Regions from separate parts of the Dromaius novaehollandiae genome. Here region 1 is linked to region 2. Evidence: chromatin contacts called from public Hi-C data. All regions are on one chromosome and are shown on one strand. Each heading gives the region's core, a stretch centred on a gene start, on an enhancer-like site or on the middle of the called end of the contact. The rest is flanking DNA. Distances are from core to core; before and after follow the strand shown. Region 1 holds the start of NCOA1 (nuclear receptor coactivator 1). Region 2 holds the start of CENPO (centromere protein O).

The links. A called contact is a pair of places that touch in the nucleus more often than the background predicts.
Region 1: a Hi-C map of liver shows a contact between it and region 2, with 4 times the contacts expected there. The contact joins the promoter of NCOA1 here to the promoter of CENPO in region 2. A contact is called at or near these places in 2 of 4 Hi-C or Micro-C datasets (brain and liver).

What each region holds. Positions count from the first base shown.
Region 1 is chr3:2,136,142-2,141,284 of bDroNov1.hap1, reverse strand. NCOA1 (nuclear receptor coactivator 1) reads left to right here and starts at 2,083. Exons shown (of 21, transcript XM_064508235.1): 1 at 2,083-2,430.
Region 2 is chr3:1,997,063-2,002,475 of bDroNov1.hap1, reverse strand. It overlaps CENPO (centromere protein O), which reads left to right and starts at 3,740. Exons shown (of 7, transcript XM_064508243.1): 1 at 3,740-3,790; 2 at 4,574-4,786; 3 at 5,288-5,413. The coding sequence starts at 4,756. It overlaps PTRHD1 (peptidyl-tRNA hydrolase domain containing 1), which reads right to left and starts at 3,995. Exons shown (of 2, transcript XM_064508245.1): 1 at 3,752-3,995; 2 at 2,364-3,132. The coding sequence starts at 3,955. The coding sequence ends at 2,962. It overlaps NCOA1 (nuclear receptor coactivator 1), which reads left to right. Exons shown (of 21, transcript XM_064508235.1): 20 at 449-538; 21 at 1,231-2,363. The coding sequence ends at 1,395.

The DNA.
Region 1 (5,143 bases), core at 834-3,333, 140 kb before region 2:
AAATGTTCCCTACTGCCTGAGATTAGGTCATATATTACTTTCGTGCGAGGAATTCACGGAGGGGTATACTCTAACATCAAGCTCTACGACTTGGTATTAGTTGTGAAGGCTGAGCGTTTTCTGCCTGAATAAAAGTAAAGTCGGCATAGCCTGAAGAGGCAGTGGAGAGCTGGCAGCACCGAAAAACGGAGGGACTTTTACACAGCTTCCTCCCCTTGCTGCTGTCACAAAGTGAGCAGGACCAGAAGGAATATATTAGCACTTCCACCTAGATGTGTTGCAATGAGGAGTCATGCAGCAGCATGCAGCAGCGGTGGCTGTTGCCTCAGCCCCTATTAAGTCTGCAATTAAAGGAGAATCAGAAATATTCCTTTGTTCGCTGCGAGACTGTGCGAGCTTCGCGGCAGGGGATTTGTTATGGGTGCGTGATCTCAGAGAGCTGCTCTTCTCTGTCTTGTTCCTCTACCGCTTTCACACTCATTTCAATGCTTTCAGTTTGCTTATAGGCCTGAAGTTCTTCTGAAAAAATAATCTGTGCACTATTTATCTAGCTGAAGAAGGACAAAACATGCAGCATTTAATATAAATTCACCTACAGTTGTTGCAATGAATACAAAATAGTCCAGGAAAAGTCCTCTTGATTTCAGAATAACAAAACCCAGCAAATACACCTGCGATAGAAGTTCTCCGGCCCTACACCTGACAAGCAAAGGGTTAATTCCAGCTTAGCTTGCCCATCCCCTTCACAGGTGCTCAGGAGATAATGAGGCAGTTATGAAATACAGGCCAGGATGTTTTTTCCAGTTGGGAAGCAGGAAACATCAGAGGTAACTGTTGGGAACCCAAGAAAGGCGAATGGTTCTGAGTAAGAAGAAATCCAGATTGAGTGATTATGTAGGTGACTGCATTGGGTAGGTTTGAGATGTCGTATGTTTGACTGGGCCTTTTAAGCCCAATTTGTGTGGTTGTAACAAATGCACTCTCAACACCCCGAGGAATAAAGAGCTCCCACGGAGGAAATGGAGCCACCTGAAGCTCTGGTTTATTTTAACTATTCAACCCATTGAGTTGTTTTGCCTCATGACACATAAGGTGTTTGGGGATTTCGCAGTTCCACAGGGAGGATGAATAATGCAACGAGACACAGCCTGAATGTGATAAAATAGTTGATAGAGCGATTGTTAGCTGCTCTCCTCCAGCAGTTTATGTGGAAGTGGCAGAAAATGCTGGTGATGAGACCATGCAGCAGGTCATCCTCTGTGTTGGTCTACACGGGACCTTAGGTTGTTCACCGAGCTTGCTCTCAAATGCGGTGACCTCTGCTGATCCGGGATGTATTTTAGATGGTTTGATGCCTTGAAGGAGAGCAAGGCTCGCGCGAAATGAAGGAGGGCCTTGAAGTCTTCTTCGAAGACCCTGAGAGGTAACGTTGAGCATGGGGTGACCTTGCTGAATGGCAGCAGGTCTCACTGAGCAAGCGGGACGAGGAAACCATGCGCCTTGTGGGAGCTGGCTCGCCTTGGCGGGCCGCGTGGGGGGTTCAGCTGGCGCAGGACGAGGCTGAAACCGTGGCCGAGGCGGGATGGGGCAGGCTGGGTTAGCGGAGCCCCACGCGAGCGCTCGGAGAGGACACGGGGAGGCCGCGGTGGCCTGACGATGCGCAGCCCGGCTGCGCTGGTGGGACCCCACGAGGCCAAGGGCGGCCGGGGAGGAGGCCGCCCCGGCCCCGGGGACAACAGCACAGGGCCGGGATGGTGCTGCGGGCCCCGCCACGGGCCGAGCCCCCGGCCCGCAGGCCCGGCCGCCCCCTCTGCTGCCAAGATGGCGCCTGAGGCCCCCCCTTCCCTCCCCCTCGCCGCGGCCGCTGGCGGCGGCGAAGGGGCAGCGGCCCGGCTCGGCGTGGCCGCTTCCCCGGCGCCGCCGCCCCGCGTTGCCGGCGCCCGGGCCGCCCCGCGCCGGGAGGCCGCGGGGGGGGAGGAGGAGGAGGAGGAGGAGGAGGGAAGATGGCGGCCGCCAGCGGCTGAGGGAGGAGGAGGAGGAGGAGGAGGGATCGGAGCCGCGGCGGCGGCGGCCTCCTCCGACACCGCCCCCCTCGTCCTCGGTGCCCAGCTCCGCCCCGTCCCGCCGGGAGGGAGAGCGGCGAGCGAGCCGGAGCCCCGCAGCCGCGCCGCGCCGCCGAGGCAAGGGGCCCCGGGCGCCCGGGAGCCGCGCAGCGGGAGCCGGGGCCCCCCCCGCAGCGCCCGCCCGCCCGCCGCCGCCCCGGCCGTAGCAACCGCGGCGGCGGGCTGCTGCGAGCCGGCCGCCCCCCTCGGGGCCGCCCCCCTCCGTCTGGCCGCGGGAGTCGCTGTCGCGTTGCCCGCCGGAGCTCGGCGGCCTCAGCCCCGGCGGGGGGGAGGCCGGAGGCGGCTGTCAGCCCGGCGGCGGCGGCAGGTGAGTGGCGGCGGCGGCGGGGCGCCCCGCGGAGCCCGCGCCGCCGGGGGGGGTGTGTCGGGGGGGGCGCCCGCCGCCGCGGCGGCCTGCGGGGAGGCGCAGCTGTCACGGCGGGGGCGGGCACCGGCGGCGGGGGGGGGGACGGGGGACGGGCCCGGCCCCCCGCCCCGGGCTGCCATGGCGGCGGGCGGAGCGCCGAGGGGGGCCGCGGCCTCCCCCCCCTTCCCCCCCCCCCGCAGCCCGCGGCCCCCTGAGGAGGCGGCGGGGCGCGTCCATCCCCCGCGGCGCCGAGGGGGGCGGCCGGCGGGGGGGGGCCGCGGCCCGGGGCGGCGGGCAGGCGCCGCCGAGCCCCGGCGCTGCCTTTCCCGAATATTTCCTGCGCGTTCACCTTCTTCTTTTTTTTTAAAGTTGATTAAAAAAGTGAAAAAGCAGGTTTTTTTACCCCCTCCTCTTTCCCGCCCCCCTCCCCCCGGGGGGAGGAATCGCCCTGGAGGCGGCTGAGGGGGCTGAGGCGGGGGGGGGGGGTCGCGCAGGCCCGGGGGGCGCCGACCCCCGTGGGGTGGGGTGGGGGGGCAGCTCGTTTCGGGGCGTTTTCGGTGACAGCCCTTTGTTCGCGCGTCGTGGCTTCGCCGCCCTCGCACCCCCCCCGCCCCGCCAGAAATTATTTTATTTTATCTATTTATCTATTTTAGTATTATATTATTTTTATCCGTGGGGGGAAACGGCCGGGCGCTCGGTTTGGGATGGACGGTCCAGGCGCCCCGGCGGAGGGCTGCGAAGTTGGCGTCCACCTCCCAGTCGGTGCCCTAAACGTTCCGGGTTTCCCTCCTAGGAGCGCGGACCGCGCGGATCATCCGGCCGGAGGAGCCGGGGGGTCCGGCCGGGCGTCGCGATGCGTCGCGGTAGCGGGTCTGCGGCGGGGAGGCCGCTTCCTCCCGCGGTGCCTCGTTCGAGGCGCTGAAACCCTCCGGTTTCCTAGGCGCGTGTCAACCTTTCGGTGGCTGAGAAACGCCGTCGCGTTTGCCGGGTGATGCTCGCCCGCTTTTACGCCCCAAAAGAGGCATTTTCAGAGGTGAGCCTCTCTCTAGGGCCGCTCTCTGCTTTTTCTTACGCTGCGAGCTTAATCAGCGTACAGTAGATATCAAATTTGCACTACCCAAATACGGCATAGCCGAAAAAGAGTGACACAGCAAAGTATATTATAACTGGAAATTTGGACCGGCATGGGTGGTGCTTGCACGTTCTTGGGCCTCTCGGAAGACTTGTACTCTCCATGTTACCCGTTTAGCCTGAAAAAGGAAAAAAATAAGACCTGGTTTGTGTGGGCTGGCAGTATGTATATGTGTATATATACATATATATGTGTTGTGTATATATACATATATGTGTGTGTTGTGTGTGTGTGTGTGTGTATATAAAAATAAACAGCCATACACCTGTGCGCCTTCTTGCAACTAGAATGGCTATGAACAAAAAAGACCTTTTCTTTACTTTTACAGGGGTGTGCTGTCCTATTGCAGTTTAGAGGCTGTGTTCTTCTAGCTGCATAATATTTCAGCAAAATTCATACGTGTTTTGAGCTATTTACATTGTGCCTCTCTGCCGTCTTGTGTAAGAGAAAGTGAAAAATATATATTACCTGTGGAACTGTACGGAGTACATGGTACATACATAATTACATACGTAGGCCTCTTGCACAGCAACAAGGAGAGAAATATGTTAAACCAGGTAAGCATAAAGCTACAGATCTGCAGAGAGACTTAGCAAGTGCCAGAATATCTGCAGCTGTTCTAGCACCGTTTTGTGAAAAATGATTAAAGTTCAAGTTGCCACTTAAGGGGACAAACAGCTCTTGATGTTAGATAATAAACGGTAGTAACTTTGGCAGTGCTATACCTGGCTCAAAGCCGATGGGCATGATGAAAGGTTAAATCGCAACTTATTTGCTCAAGATGGGTATCTGTCGTTTGAAGCATGTTGCTGAACAATATGGCAGCACAGATCCTTGCTTCCAAAATAAATACCCTTCCTGAGGACAGAACGTGGCGTTTGAGCACTCAGAGTTAAGGCCCTCACTTCTTGCTCGCTACGGTTTGACTTTGATTTTTAGTGCTCGCGCTTTCCCCGAGTCTTGCCCTCTGATAACGCTAAGACACATGCTCACAATTGCATGACTAATTCGTATAATTAGTCATACACATCCACTGTAGATTTATTGGAATAGTATCACTGTCATTCTCGTGTTGTGAAAGCCTGGATTTGGGAGGATGTGCCCTCTGCTGATTTTCTTTGGTCTCCTTAGCGTGATTGTGAGGTGGGTTGCTTACAAATGTTTGGAGCCTTTAAGATTATTAGACTTGCTTATATCGTGTGTGTGTATATATATATATATATAAAAATTGTGTTTTCCATGAACAGATCTGCTGGAGATCAGTACCCTGTTGCTTGCTAATCTGAGGGGGTTAACTTGCATGGGACTTTGCAGGGATTGTCAGAAATGAAGGTGTGAGTGCTACTACTAAAAATATCCTGTCTCCTGCATAAATAGTTTGCCAGCTGAAAAACAGTATATTTTGTATAAGGGAACTATTTATGTTACAAGTTATTCTTGCTTTGCTTGGTTGACTGTGGTTCTTTGAAGCATGGTTCTTATCTCTTTGATCAAAGGGGAAGAATGAAAAAGTAGTTTTTAAAGTTAGATTAAAATCCTGTC
Region 2 (5,413 bases), core at 2,491-4,990:
GGAATTTCAAGCTGGGAATTGCCCAATTCCCCCTGCCCAGGAGCTCACGGATTTAGCGCTGGGGCTTGGGCCGTGCTCTGCCCGCTCTGCGCGGCCCGGCGTGCGCCGGCAGATGCTCTCCTGCCCTTCCGGGGTCCTCTCCTGCCTTTGCTCCGGGTCAGCGGCAGGTTTTAGCAGTCCCCTCCGTGCCATCACTAGCTGCGACCTTACGTTGCGCTAAACCCAACGCCGCAAGCGCCCGGCGAGTTGGGCTCGGCGAGAGCAGTGGCTGCTGCATCCTTAGGGGGTGCAGGACCGTGCCGAGCAGCTCCCAGGCTGTCCGGGGCCTCTTGGCCGCTCCGGGCCACGCCGTTCGCCCTGGACCCCCCCCAGGCTGGGCTCGAGAGGGTGACGAACACCCCCGCAGCGGCCGGCCCCCCTCGCTGAGCATCGCTCTTGCTTCTGACAGGTAACCGACCCGGCGCTGAGACCCACGGGCCTTTACTGCAACCAGCTTTCCTCCACTGACCTTTTGAAAACAGAAGCAGACGGGGCGCAGGTCAGTAAGAAACTGCTAAGCGCATCTCAGGTACCGAGGGGGGGTCTGCCGGGCGCCGCTCAGCTCCCGGGGGGGAGTGCAGCTCGCCGCGGGGACGCGAGCGCTTCCAGCCGCCCCGCGCGGGCCGAGGAGCAGCAGCGCAGCGGGGCTGGGAAATCCTCGCGCGTTCGAGGTGCTGGAAGCCCCGCTGGGCGCCGGGGGCGAGGAGGGTTTCTTTCCTAGGCCGGCGGCTCCTCGGAGGGCCTCCCCGGCGGCTCCCGCGGCAAAGCGGCGCTTGGGCAGAGCAAAGCGCCGCGGACGGCTCCGGCGCCGATGCCCGCTGGGTTTTCTCTTTGCACTGACGCAGCCTGACAGCGATAACGCGATTCCTTTCCTTCCCTCCGACCGCCTGGCATCGCCTCCCCCGGGACGTGCCGGGCCGCTTATTTTTTTTTTTTTTCCCTTTTTTAAAAATATTTTCCTTTTTTTTTTTTTTCCGATGCAAAACGTGTGAACCTTGCCGAGCTCTGACCCGAATGAGTGCAGCGGTTTTCTTTTTATAGGACAAGAAGACAGAAGAGTTCTTCTCTGTGGTGGCTCCAGACTAGAGGAATTCTCTAGTGAGTTTCCACTTCACGTAGTTCCCAGTCCGTCGCCGCCGGCCCCTTCCCCGCCGCCGCTAACGGCCCCTCTTGTCTCTTGTGTTCCGGCAGGTCCAGCAGGTCCAGGTGTTCGCGGACGTGCAGTGTACGGTGAACCTGGTGGGAGACCCCTACCTGAACCAGCCGCCCCCCCTGGGCGCCCCCAAGGCCGCCGCCGGGCCGCCGCCGCCGCCGGGCCAGCAGAAGAGCCTCCTGCAGCAGCTACTGACTGAATAACCGCTTTTCAGAGGAATGTGAAATTTAAATAATAAGACGTACAGAGATTATATAAATATATATATTATATATTTTTCTGAGATTTTTGATATCTCAAAACCTTGCAGCCATTCTTCAGCGCGTAGTGTTTTGGAGCAAAAAGGGGGGGGGGTTGTTTTGTTTTGGGGGGGTATTTTTTTGTTTCGTTCCCCTTTTTTCCCCCCTCTTTTTCGTTTTTGTTTTTTTTTTTTTAAAAAGCGTCGGATGTTGGCGAAGCGACGGGGCGGGACAGTCGGTTTTCTTGAGCCAAAATTACAGATGATTCTTATTTTTGTAATCAGTTGCTGGCTTCTTAATCTGGACGAAGGTTTCTCGGGGAGGCGGGGAGGGAAGGGGGAGAAGGAAGCCGGAGGACTGTGTCGGGAGGAAGACGAGGAGGAGGAAGAGGAGGAGGAGGAGGAAGAGCAATCTCAGTTTCAGCTGGATCTGTCACTGATCACGTCTCGGCTCGGGGACACGGAGGGGGGGGTCGACGCTGGACTTCTGCGCGAAAGGCCGTTTTTATTCACGCTTAAACAAAAAAAAAACTTCTCTCCCCTCCGCCCCAGCCCGCTTGTGCGTACAATCAGCTTTTTCTAGCAATCGTGAGTTTGTCGGTTTTAAAGAAAAACAGAGTATTTTGACCCACCATTTTTTCCATGTTTTATGCTGGTTTAAAGCCTCCTAGCAAAAAACAGAGGCGACAATGTGTATATTACAACCGGAAAAAAAAAAGAAAAGACAAAAAAAGAACAGTTCGGGGAAAAAACTGCAATAATTTTTAGGGGGAAGGATGGGGGGAGGGCTCTGTCAATTATTGTAGATAAAATTTTCTGATTAAATATTAAATAAAATTAAGCAGTCGGTTCTTTCTGCTTTGATTGTGTTTAACAGCTGAGGTAGCTTAAACTATTTAAAATAATAATAATAAAATAATAATAATAATTGAATTCTCTGTTGGGAGACAGCTTTATTTTTTCCCCCCTCAAGCCTGTCACTGTAAATAGCTCTGATTGCTGTATAAATTTGTTTTTCTTCTCTTTTAGTCAGGATCGCTTTTGATATTCGCGGCTGATTTTTATTGGGGAGGAGGGTTACAGGGCGGGGGGTTCCCCTCTTTCTCTCTCTTCCAATCACGCTGGTGTGCGGGAAATGTGTAGCTTTGTTGACTGACCTTTGCAAGAGTTAAAGAGGAAAAAAAATGGGAAAAAAAAGCATCGGAGTCGCCAGCTAGCGTGTGGTTGTTTCTGCGCTCCGCGACGCGATGCCGCGTCGGAGGTGCCAAGCCGTGCCGTGCCAGCGGCTCCCTCCTCGCTGTCCCCGGCGGTTTTAAGAGGCAAAAATGAGAGAAATGGGTTTTTTTTGCGCCACAAGCGGGCGGCAGGGAAGAGGGTCGGGTTGGCGTCGCCCGTGCTTTTTTGGCGCACTTTTTCGGTGTGTTTTTCCCCAGGACAGGGCTGCGGGAGCCCCTGCGGACCCGGATCAGGGAGGGCGAAGGAAGGGTGCTCCGGGGGGGAATACCGGGATGCGGGAGGGGGACGGTGGGGGTCACCGGAGCAGGCGGAGCGCCCGGAGGTGCTGGCGCACCTGGTGGCGGGGGTAGGGCCGCAGCGCCAGGCAGGTGGCCGCGTCCTCGGGCTGCTCGGTCCAGAGCGCGTGGTCCACGCCGTGCTGCTGCAACGTGGCCGCCAGCGCCCGCAGCGCCGCCTCGTCCACCGCCTGCGGGACAGCGCGGCGGCGTCAGGGGGGTGGGGGGGGCTCCCAGATCCCCTCCCCCACTCACCTCACGCAACGCCCCTCCCCCACTGCCACGCCCCAAATCCCCTCCCCCGCTCACCTCACGCGACGCCCCTCCCCCACTGCCCTGTCCAACCTCCCCCCCACCTACCACCCCCACTGCCCCTCCCCCCTCGGCCCCTCCCCCCACACTGCCTCACCCAATCGCCCCTCCCCCACCACGTCCCGCAACGGCCCCTCCCCCACTGCCCCGCCCAGTCGTCCCTCCCCCACTCACCTCACGCATTGCCCCTCCCCCACTGTCCCGCCCAAACGCCCCCCCACTCACCTCACGCAGTGACCCCCCCACTGGCCCCTCCCCCCCTCTGCCCCGCCCAACCGCCCCTCCCCCACTCGCCTCACGCAATCGCCCCTCCCCCCCCACATCACACGTTTCCCCTCCCCCACCCACCTCACGCAATGCCCCTCCCCATTGCTCCGCCCAACCGCCCCTCCCCCGCTCGCCTCACACAGTGCCCCTCCCCCACCAGCCTCTCCCCTCAACGTTCCTCCCCCAATGCCCCGCCCCGTTCCCCCGTCTCCGCCCCCCGGCCCCGCCCACCTCCAGCACCACGGTGCGCATGGCGCCGCCCTGCTCCAGGTAGGCGCGGGTGTCCGGGTGGTCGCGGTGCGCGTGCGCGGCGGCCAGCGCCGCGTGGCAGCCCTGCGCCACCAGCGCGCCCAGCGGCCACGACAGCGGCGCGCGGCGCAGGTCGCCCCGCAGCACCACGTACTGCACCAGCGCCTCCTCCTCGGGCGCCGCCATGCCGCCGTACAGCGCGCGGAGCCTGCCGGGAGCGGGCGGGCCGGGCGGGGCGGGGCGGGGCGGGGGGCGGGAGGCGGGAGGCGGGGCCGTCCTGCGCGCGGTATGCTGGGAAGCGGAGCGCCGTGGGCGCCGCCATTTTGTTGTACGGAAAACGGTGTGTCGGGAGGGAAGTGACGTTAGGGGAGGGGACGTCTTTCCGGCGGCGTTGCTGCGCGCGCAGTTTGAGCGGCGGTTGTTACGGTGAGCGCGGGAGCCGTTGGGGATCCGGGGCGGGGCCCAGGCGTCCGGGCTGCTCCCCCCCCCTCCAAAATCCCTTTTGAAGGGGGACCCAGGTGACCGGGCTGCCCTTCCCCTGCCATTCCTCATGGGGGGGGCCCGGCCTTCTGGTCACCCTATCTCCCTCCGGCCCCTCAGAGTGGGGGGGTGGCCCAGGTGTCCGGGCCATCGCGTCCCCCTCCCCTGCAGTAGGGAGGACCCAGGCCTCCGGGCTGCTTTCCTTCTCCCCCCCGGTCCCCCTTGGTGGGGTGACCCAGGTCTCCAGCTGGGCTGTGTCCCCCCCGCCCTCCCCCACCAGTCCGCCTTGGTCTATAAACGGTGGTTTATAATGTGCTGCCGCAGCTGTTTTCCCGTAGGCCTGTGCTTTTCGGAGTCCCACCCCAACAGTGCGAAGGAAAGGGAGATCCTGTGGGACAGAGCTCTCGTGGCCCCCACGCTGCTGCGTCCTGGGACAGCGCCCGGCAGAGGAGGGCTTGCCCTGGCCGAAGTCTGCGCTTCCACTTGCTCGAGAGTGGCAGAGGAAAATGGAAGAAGGGAGAGCATATTCGCGAGATGGTGAGCTGCCCTTTAATGGAGAGGGGTGCCTAGGGCGCTGGGTGCGCTTTGTACCCGAGTGCACACTGTGCTGTCCTGCAGGATATTCCTGTAAAACGCGTGGGACTAGAGTGACTTCCTGGCTTGCCAAGTTGGTTCACTCTTGGTCAGCTTAGGGTAGGAGGACTTCTGACAAGTCGCTTGGCTGCTCTGTCTCAGGATTGCAAATGAAATTGGGAGTCCTGGGCATCAAGACTGGTGTGTTTGCTACCTTAGTCTGCTCTTAACAGAGTTAGCTAGCTAGAATGGGTGTGTTTAGTGTGTGCTAGCACCCAGTCGTGCTGTCTGAAAGGCCCCAAAGCCTCTTTAGCAGATGTTTGCCTTTCCTCGGTCCCATTGGAGGGTTGCTGTGAGTAGTTTCTTTGTGTATCTATACTGGGCCCACTTTGTTTCGGTTATCACCACGTGGACACCTAATAGACACAGCCTGGATTTTTGAGCGTGTCATGTTCTTCCTTGCAGGGGTGTTATCTCACCTGGAAATGTTGGAGGCACAGGCTCATGAGCTAGCTCTAAAGCAAGAAGAAACTGAGCAGCAGGAGGAGAAACTGGACAGGCTGAAAGCAAGAGTGCAGGAGCTGAGGCTTC